Regions from separate parts of the Sus scrofa genome. Here region 2 is linked to region 1. The links are chromatin contacts, called in public Hi-C maps. All regions are on one chromosome and are shown on one strand. The core of a region is the stretch at or near the end of the contact, and the rest is flanking DNA. Distances in the headings are between cores, read along the strand shown.

Evidence for each region. A called contact is a pair of places that touch in the nucleus more often than the background predicts.
Region 2: a Hi-C map of fetal heart ventricle shows a contact between it and region 1, with 5 times the contacts expected there. The contact joins two enhancer-like sites. A contact is called at or near these places in 1 of 5 promoter capture datasets (liver) and 14 of 47 Hi-C or Micro-C datasets (alveolar macrophages, embryonic fibroblasts, epiblast stem cells and 9 more).

What each region holds. Positions count from the first base shown.
Region 1 is chr2:40,163,631-40,168,296 of Sscrofa11.1, reverse strand. LOC110259292 (a long non-coding RNA gene) reads left to right here. Exons shown (of 4, transcript XR_002341550.1): 1 at 1-4,666. Among named protein-coding and RNA genes, the nearest start is that of E2F8, 12 kb to the left of the region's middle. Within about 2 kb of position 3,311, at least 3 of the 83 cell types and tissues checked have an H3K27ac peak or open chromatin away from gene starts, as enhancers often do.
Region 2 is chr2:40,354,154-40,359,203 of Sscrofa11.1, reverse strand. No RefSeq gene overlaps it. Among named protein-coding and RNA genes, the nearest start is that of MRGPRX2, 16 kb to the left of the region's middle. Within about 2 kb of position 2,238, at least 7 of the 83 cell types and tissues checked have an H3K27ac peak or open chromatin away from gene starts, as enhancers often do.

The sequences.
Region 1 (4,666 bases), core at 2,062-4,561:
GTGCCCTTGAGCATCTTGTAACATAAACAGTGCACCTCACATGTGGCTTCAGTTATCTGTTTATCTGTGTACCAACATTTCCTCCCTAATCCCAGTGTGAGGGTGGAACCCTCATGAGTATGTCACCACCCCCCCATCATTATCATTAGCACAGTGCCTCGCCCATGCAGCCCTTACTTGGTTGAATGAAGGATCTAATGAATAGGGGAAACCAGAAGTAAGGAACGAGTCACTTATTGAGTGTTTACTATGTGCTAGTGTTCTTCATGCTTTTATAAGTAATAATTCCTCAAATCCTTGCAACTGCCCCAAGAGGTAGCTGATATTGTTCCTATGGCAGAGATGAGGAAACCGGGGCACAGCCAGCTGAGCTCCCTTGTCAAAGACTTAGTGATGGGCCAGGATTCCAAGCCAAGCAGTCTGCTTTCAGAACCTAGACTCTGTGGCTGCCTCTCCAGCACTCTTTACCCCTCCCTGAAAGGTGCCCAGCACACTGATAGATACATTCTTGTGAGAGCTACTTCATGGGCTTATAGGTTTAGCCCTTGCGGCAGGTTCAGGAAGAGTCTGAGAACCCTGAGGATACAGCTTTTCTTATCTGAGCCACTATGTGGAGCCTGGCCCACCCTGGCCATGTGCATTAGTGTGTTGGCGAGCCAATGGAACCAGCCCCGAGTGCCAGGGTTCCCCAGGTGACAAGTGCTCTGTAAAAATGTAGCCTGTTTTCCATGTCCTGTGAGATGTGGTGACTTCGATACATAGTCGTCAGACTGTGGGCCTGGGACTCCTCTAACACCCCGTTGTGGTGTGAGATGATATTTGGTTAATAATCTTAATCGGCCGAGTGCTCATACCCTATGTTTTTCCCTCCCATCTCATAATTAACTTTTATATTTTCCTTAGCTTTACAACTCAATCTGTGCACCAGAGCGACTGCAAACCCATATTTATCTAATTTAGCAAACATTTGCATGTGCTGCAATTAGACTTCTATGTTGTGTGATCAACGTCCTTTGCTAATTGCATAATTCCTTTTGCATTTAATCGTCAGATGGCATCCTTCTTTTTTTTTTTTTTTCTCCTCATCTACGTGGTTTGCTGCTGGTTGTGAGCTGCCTATGGAATCTCTGGCTGAGGCACCTGCAAAATCACAAAACCCAAGACGTTCTCGAGCTGGGAGGAACTGCCTTCCTTGTTTACAGGTGGAGAAATGGAGGCTCGGGAAAATGAAGGGACTTGCCAATCCAAACAGCTTGTTATTAAGAGTTCCTGCAGACGTGAAAGATGAATACATCTGCAGAAAACATCTCCCAAACCATCCTAGCGTAGAAATTCCATGAATAATTCAAGCCCGTCTTGACAATTAGCATGGAGCCTGAGTCTGGACAAGATTAGACTGAGCCTAAAAGAAATCAGGTTGTGGGCAAGCAAGAATTTTAGGGTATTCCAAAGTTAGCACTAACCCTGAGCAATTATTTCTTAGTTTCAGGCTTCTTATTGCCGGCAGATATTTCACTATAAGGAAGGCTGGCGAAACTCTTCCCTCTGCCTCTTTGTAGGAATTTTTTTATTCCTCTCTAAAGCTAGATCAGAAGAGAGTGGAGGGTTCATCCAGAATCAGGGATTAGCATAGAATCAGAATAGTAGAACTGAGTGGGAACTCAAAGATCTGGGCTACTCAGCTTGTTTTACAGCCATACCTAATGTCACAAAATTGGTTGGTTGCAGATCTAAGACTCAAGCCTGTATCTACCCACATTCCAGGTTTTCCTCACTGCAGTGCTCTGTAATGAAGAGACCAGGAAGACAGTTGTGCCTTACTCCCCTCCCTCTCTCCCTTGGTACCTCTACATAGTGCTTGGGAGTGCCAGGCCAGGCATGTGAGGATGCAGAGGCTCAGACCTTGATCTTGGCAGGGATGAAAGGGCTAGGGAAGGAGATCCGCCCACACGGAGAAGGCACCTGCTCCCCAATGTGGAGATTTTGAACTCAGAGGGTGTAAGAGAAACACAACAATGCCCAGCGCCGTGCCGGCCCACTGGCATGTGGAAACTCTACGATATTTGCAGAACGAATGTGTGTGCTGGCAAGGGGATGAGGATGGGGCGACGAGGTTGGACAGATAAAAGCGGGCTAGCTATTGCCACCTGCAGAAGAAACCATGAGAAGCCTGTCACGGTAGACTTCTTGATCTGCCTAGGAAGAAAGATGTGGTCATTATGTGGAAGCACCACAAATTCTCGGGGCTGGAAAATACAGTCCAGTGGTTTGCTCAGAAGAGGTGAGTGGCTCGTGGGCTCTACCATCTCTCCTGAACTGGGAAACCTTCCCATGCTGCGACAGCAATAGGAATGCCCTGCTCTCTGAGCGTGTCCCCTGGCATTCGCTCCTCTCTGTCAGATACACCCTCTGAATTCCATGGTTCCTAACACAGGGTCTAGGGAATAGCAAGTGCTCAGTAAATGAATATTGAATGAAGAAATGCATGGATTGTACATCTTTGAAATGTATGGCTCCTATCAAGTCAGCAGGGAGATAGATGGCCAAAGTCGGGTTAAAAATATTTTAATAGCCTGTGTAAATGGGCCAGAGCAATATGATTAAATTTACCTTGTGTAAACATAACACAAAGTCTGCAGTTTCAAAAAGTCGATTGCCCAAATAAGGAGTAGATGATGCTTGAAACGGTGTAGTGCATACATATTTAAAAAAAAAAAGTCAGTAAGGGTAGGTGTTAGAGGCCCGTAAGATTGTGATGTAGCTGCCGAGACAGGATTGGATTCCATAAGAAGAAGCCAGGTCCAGATCAATGTAGGTGACCCTGTGGTTAGAGCTCACGCAGGTCACTCAGGCATGATGTTCATTTGGGGTTTTATTAATAGCCATGCATAAACCTGGGTCCAGCGCTATAGTTTACCCAGTCACTATCTTGTTATGTTGTCCATCGGGTTTATATACTGACAAGGGCAAGCTGGCTGGCTCAAGGTCACCTAGCCAGTAGGTGGCTGAGCCCAGTCTTCTGACCCCTGGTCCATACTCTTTCAATGGCATCATGCTGCCTTTCTGCAGGCCAGAGCCCCTGCTGGGCAGCATCTAAAAGCAAGGCCAGCGCGATGCTTGTCAAGTGCTGTCAACAGAGGACACGCTCAGATGGGCACCTCGCCATCAGGCAGCCTGACAGTGATGTCTCTGAAACCACTTTTCCTGACTCACGGAGGGCTTTGATGGGCCAGCTCACACCCGCAAGCACAGTGACCCTGGTCTGTTTCAGAAACTGACAGCAGACAAACATGGAACATCACCTCCCCTTTGGGTGAACCCTGGAAAGTACAAATCTCCGTTCTGAGTTCCTCAGGTCCTATGACAAGGATCTGTGAGCCAGGCTCTAAGGAGGAAGAGGAAGGGGAGAGCACTGACATCTGCCAGGTGCTGTTAAGTGTCTGGCTCAGGACATTTCACATTTATTTGAGTTTCCTTTCCCATTTAGTCCTGTGTCTGCAACCTTACTGCTCACTCTGGTCACCACTGGACTCTTCCACCCCCTGGTGTTTGGTCGTCATAATAATCCCTCACATTCATCTTGTCTTATTCACACTCCCAAAAAAGCCTATGAAAAAAAAAAAAAAGCCTGCTCTTATGGTATGTGAAATCTAAAATAGCTGGGTACTTAGAAGCAGAGAGTAGAATGGTGGTTACTAGGGGTGGGGAGGTGGGGGAAATTAGGAGATAATTGATGAAAGGGTACAAGGTCATAGTTATGTGGGATGCTTGAATCTAGAGATCTAAGGGACAGCGTGATGGCTTTTCTCACAATACTGTGTTGAATAGTGGAAATATGCTAAGAGAATAGAATTTAGGTGCTCCTGTTGCAAACAGGTAACTGAAGAGATATGCTAATTAGCTTGAGTGTGGTAATCATTTCACTATGATTTAATAAAAATCATCATTTTTATTAAAAACAAAATGAATCAAGAAAATCCTGTGAGCTGGTTAGGGCAGAGATTTTCCCCATTTCACAATGATGCACAAGAATGTCTATCTGTTTGTTCCATCTTTCCATCCATCCATCCTTTCATTCATTCATTCCTTCATCACATCTTTATTAAATTATGTTCTAGGCACTGTGCAATTCACTAAGGAAGCAAAGGTGTCTGGGAAGCTCTTGGGAGAGATGAATATAAACTACCAGAGGGAGTTCCCATCGTTGCTCGGTGGTAAGGAAACTGACTGGTATCTATGAGGACTCAGGTTCGATCCCTGGCCTCGCTCAGTGGGTTAAGGATCCAGCCTTGCTATGAGCTGTGGTGTAGCTCCCAGACATGGCTCAGATCTAGTGTTGCTGTGTCTGTGGTATAGGCTGGTGGGTGCAGCTTCATTTAGACCTGTATCCTAGGAACTTCAATATACTGTGGGTACAGCCCTAAAAAGATAAATATCTATATATATACTACCAGAAAAGGTGGTATCATATTTGAGGTTTTTAAGTAGAATGGCCATGCATTTTAAGATAATGGGGTGGTGGGGTGTTATTGCTGGCTGTGACCAGTAGGTGGCATTCTGGGTCCCGGGAGGCTTAAGAGCCCTTCAGCCTTCTACACGCTAAGCTTTCATTTTATATTCATTACTGTACTTAAAATCAAATTCTAAGTCATATCATTGAAAGGCT
Region 2 (5,050 bases), core at 989-3,488, 190 kb before region 1:
AATATTAAAAACATAATTTTAAAAAAGAACCATTTATAATATCCAAAATGTAGCTAGGAATAAATCTAAAAGCAAATATATACAACCCTATATGTAGAAACTAAAAAAAAATATTTGAATGACATTAAAGATTACTTAAGTAAATGAAGAGATAGCATATGTTCATGGATAGGAAAATCTAACGTAATGAAGATATGAATTGGAGATATTGAATTCTCTCCAGTTTCTCTATTATATATTCAAAGCACCTCCAATAAAATCTCAATAGAATTATGTGAAGCTGTGATAAACTGATTTTTAAATTTAAAAAGAAACATCAAGAATAGATCCTATGCTTCTGAAAAAGAAGTGTAAGGAGAGAGGAGCTGCATTTTATTGTGATGTTGTAGCAGTTAAGACTATCTGGCAGAGACCTAGGGTACAGATTATACAGTAATGACCAGTAGATTAGAAAAGACAGTCCAGCAACAGTTTCACTCAAACACCAAACTAAAGCACGGTAGAGCTGGCATAGGAGATAAATGGGTAAAGGAACTTTTTCTTAAATAAAGCCAAGAAAAAACTGTTATTGCTGCAGAGGGATTTTTAGTGTCTCCCAAAACAAATAATGAAATGTCTTATTCAAGGTCACACTTTGAATAAATGATTCTGCCCCTTAACTTCTATATAATCCTCATCGTGGGACCTTCAAGAACCTGCTTAATTCCCTTGGGTCTCCATTTCATCATTCATAAAATTATAACAACATCTACTTGCAGTTCTTAGGGATGTTGAAGCAGGGAGAAGGCAAGAGCAAGCTTTTAACATTTTGGCTTCTGTTTTTTAAAGTATCAGGTCAAATGATGAGGGGAAGGAAAGGAATGTGACATTCCGCATAGTGCCACTAGGTGGCAGTCGATGATTATCGTGGGGCTCCTGTCACCCTTGACTGGCCAGTAGGGGGCTCAGGTCCATGAAGTTTGGGAAGAGATCCAATTTAAAATAGGAGGGCACCCATGTTATTTCTGGATGGTTATTCATGGGTGGCTGGGAGGACAGCTGTCCCTGCCAGTGTAGGGCAGTGTCTATGAAATCGGCCTCTGGAATGGTCATTCCCAGTCTCAAATCCTGGATCTTCCAGGATTGCTAACTAATGTTACTTGGCTAATAGTTAAGGCGCTTAACTTCACTCACCCTCTGCTTCCTCACTTGTGAGATGCTGATACACGCTTCTGGGGTTGTTCAAGATACACAAAGGCCCAAGTGAGGGCTCCACGCGTGGCCAACCACATTGTCATCAACAAAATTGTCAATATTGTACGATGTCAATAACATGCTCATCTCTGTCACCATCATCTTTATCATTCCCACGCTTCCCTCACAAGCCCTCGGAAGCCTGGCCCCCAAAACCAAGCCCCCAAGGCCAGCCGGGCCTGAAGCTGCTCCGCTCACGTCTGCTCCTGTGAGTCTTTGGGGCAGAGCAGTGGGCCAGACCTAGCTCTTCCAGCTGTCCCTGTGTGGCGGAAGGCGAGCCCCAGTTTCCGCTCCTTTAACTACGGGCTGTAAACTGTAAAGCGCTATAAAGACATCAAGGATCATTAGAGCTGGTATAATTCTCTCAACAGTCACAGGGCCATTTGGTGAGGAGCAAAAGAGTGATTCTCACGGCTCTTGGGTCCCCCAGAGGGCAGCTCCCCTCCATGTGTTTTTAGCTTCAGGGAGCCCAAGGGGCTCCCACATCACCCTCTTCCCCCTCCCCGAATTCCTCCAGGCCTGGCTGCCACCTGGTGAAGGCTGCCACTCTGGTTTTCTCTGGCTTCCCTCTGCCAGTGTTTGGCCAGGGCAGGGCAGGGAGAGGTCTGTGGTGGGACTGGGCCAGGGTGGGGCCAGTAGGGTGTGTGTGAACCCGTGGTGATGGGTTGGGCAGCCAGCCAAGGAGGATGAGGGGGTGGAGAGGGGAAGAGGGGGGAGGAAGGTGAGGGGGGTGCCTGGCCTGGGTTCAGCTTTGACCTGCCGCTCCCTGAGGGCGGGGTTGCTGGATGGGGGAGACCAGTGAGGCCTGGGGCCCATGGTTTTCTGTTCTAAACCAACTCCTTTTATGGACCCCGTGTTGGGGAGCTGGACTCATGCCCAATTTACAGATAACTGTGTGGCTGGAATTACGCTTTGGGAGAATGGAGGGGAAGGGCTTGCTGGAGCAGGATTTGTTCTAGAAGAGAGAGATCTGTACAGTATCCAGCTACTTCCCACATGCCTTTCAAATGTTGAGCTGTCGTTGCTGCCAAACTTTTGCACGTGCAGGCCTCCTGGTGCTCTGGGCTCTGTCACCCTCTTCTCTGCCTCCTGGAATTGCCTTTATCCTTTTTTTTTTCTTTTTCTTTTTTTTTGGCCCGCACCCGCAGCATATGGAGGTTCCCAGGCCAGGCTAGGGGTCTAATCGGACCTGTGGTTGCCGGCCTACACCACTGCCAGATCCTTAACCCACTGAGCGAGGCCAGGGATCGAACCCGAAACCTTATGGTTCCTAGTCAGATTCGTTAACCACTGAGCCATGATGGGAACTCCCTGCCTTTATCCTTCAGACACAGTTGAATTCCCCTTTTAGAGTATGTCCCAGCTCACAGGGGCAGTTTCCTTGGCTGAATCGTATAGCCCCTGTTCACTGCCCCACAGGCTTGACACAGCACATCCTGCTCCGCATTTATGCTCCACATTTATGAGTCTGTCCTCCAGGTTGGAACCGCCCTGAGAGCAGGGACTGTGTCATTCATTTATCGGTTCATTCATCCATTTGTTCAGCGAATACCCATTGCCTGGCAGGCCCTGTTTTGGGTGCTGGGATTTGCTCAGGGAGCCAGGCTTCAAATCTGGGTCCCGACTCCTGGCCTAGTGCTCATTCCATCAGAGTCCTCCCCCTGTCCCCCTCCCCCAGAGCCCAGCCCTTTGGCTACAACTCAGGGAGGCACCTTCCTCTCAGCCCTGGCAGGCTCCCCTGTGTCCATGGGTAAGTCTGGGGGGTTGCGAGGCACCTCTCTGCCATCTCTGGATATGACCACTTGGGGAACAGTAGGGACACATCCTCCCCTTTCCAGCCTCTGCAGCCTCCCACAGTGGCCACGGGGACCAGGCCCCTGCTTGCCAGGCCCGGCTGGAGCCCTGGAGTTAGCTACTCCTGGCCATGGGACCTGGGGTCTCTCTTGCAACCTTTTTAAGCCTTGGTTTCTTCACTTCTTTTTTTTTTTTTTTTGTCTTTTGTCTTTTTAGGGCCGCACCCACGGCATATAGAGGTTCCCAGGCTAGGGGTCCAATTGAAGCTGTAGCTGCCAGCCTACATCACAGCCACAGCAACGTAGGATCCGAGCCACATCTGCGACCTACACCACAGCTCAAGGCAACGCCGGATCCTTAACCCATTGAGCAAGGCCAGGGATCAAACCCACAACCTCATGGTTCCTAGTTGGATTTGTTTCTGTAGAAGCAACGCTGAGTAGTTATGTTGTGAGCCACAGGGGAAGTCCTAGTCGGATTCATTTCTGCTGCACCATGACAGGAACTCCTGGTTTCTTCACTTCTGAAAAGGAGATAACAAGAGATTTTTCTCCTTGAGATGGTGTGAGAATGTTCTGAGATTCTGCACCTTTGAGAAACAGTGGTTCCGGTCCTTCCTGCTGCATTTCCCCCACAGGCCCGAGGGCTGCAGTCATCGCCCATCCGTGGCAAGTCAGGCCCCAGCTTAGCAGACTCAGAGCTAGGAAGCCCAGGCTTCCTTCTCCAGCACCCAGCCCTAGAGTAATAATAATAACAACAAGAACAGTGTCTCTGTTTTGGTGGTACTTACTCTGTACTGGGCACAGCTATAAGCACTTATTTATTTATTTGTTTACTTATTTATGTGTCTGCACCCATGGCATATGGAAGTTTCCAGGCCAAGAACTGAATATGAGCCACAGCTGCAACCTATGTTGTAGCTGCAGCAATGCCAGATCATTTAACCCACTGTGCCAAGGCAGAGATCAAACCCGCACCTCTGAAGCGACCTGAGCCACTGCAGTTGGATTCTTTTTTTCTTTCTTTTTTTTTTTTTTTTTGCTCTTTAGGGCCACACTCACAGCACATGGAGGTTCCCAGGCTAGGGGTTGACTCGGAGCTGCAGCTGCCGGCCTACACCACAGCCACAGCAACGCCAGATCCAAACTGTGTCTGTGACCTACACCACAGCTCACGGCAATGCCAGATCCTTAACCCACTGAGTGAGGCCAGGGATCGAACCTGCAACCTCATGGTTCCTAGTCGGATTTGTTTCTGATGTTCCACAATGGGAACGCTCCTTTTTTTTTTTTTTTTTCAGTTGGATTCCTAACCCACTACACCACAGTGGGAGTTCCTATTTATGCATTTATTTTTATTTAAAAAATGTATGTATTTATTCTGGCCACACCTGCAGCATAGGAAAGTTCCGGGGCCAGGGACTGAACCCGTACCACAGCAGTGACCCAGGCTGCTGCAGTGACAGTGCCAGATCCTTAACCTGCCTTGCCACAAGGGAACTCCACACTTCACATTTATTAACTCATAATTTTCACTACAACCATATGACGTGACTACCATTATCATCCCCCTTTTCCAGATGGTGAAAGTGAAGGACAGAGAGGTTAAGCAACTTGCCCAAGATCAATTTGCCTGAGCCCACAATTGCTTCTGCACTTCTTTGAAGTAAAACCCATAGATCCAACACTCACCCCAGCAGTGAATCATCATGTTCCCAGATATGTTTCTGTGTGAAAATTTCCTCCAAAACATTTAACTGCTTCTGAAACTGCTTAAGACAATTCAGAATGCCACGTTCCCTCCTGCTTCTGTTCTGAGGATCAAAGCAGAGGCAGCAGCCAGAGAAATGCTGGGCTGAGGGGCAGTTCAGCTCAACTCAGCCACCTGGGGTGGGACGGCACGCAGGGGTGGGGGTGTGTGTGCTGTCTCAAGAGCCCATGGCATCCTCGGCTTGGGCAGGGCTCTCGGTGGCATGAAGACTGAACCAGGAGGCCAGAGCTCATGGCTGCTATCTCAGCTCTGA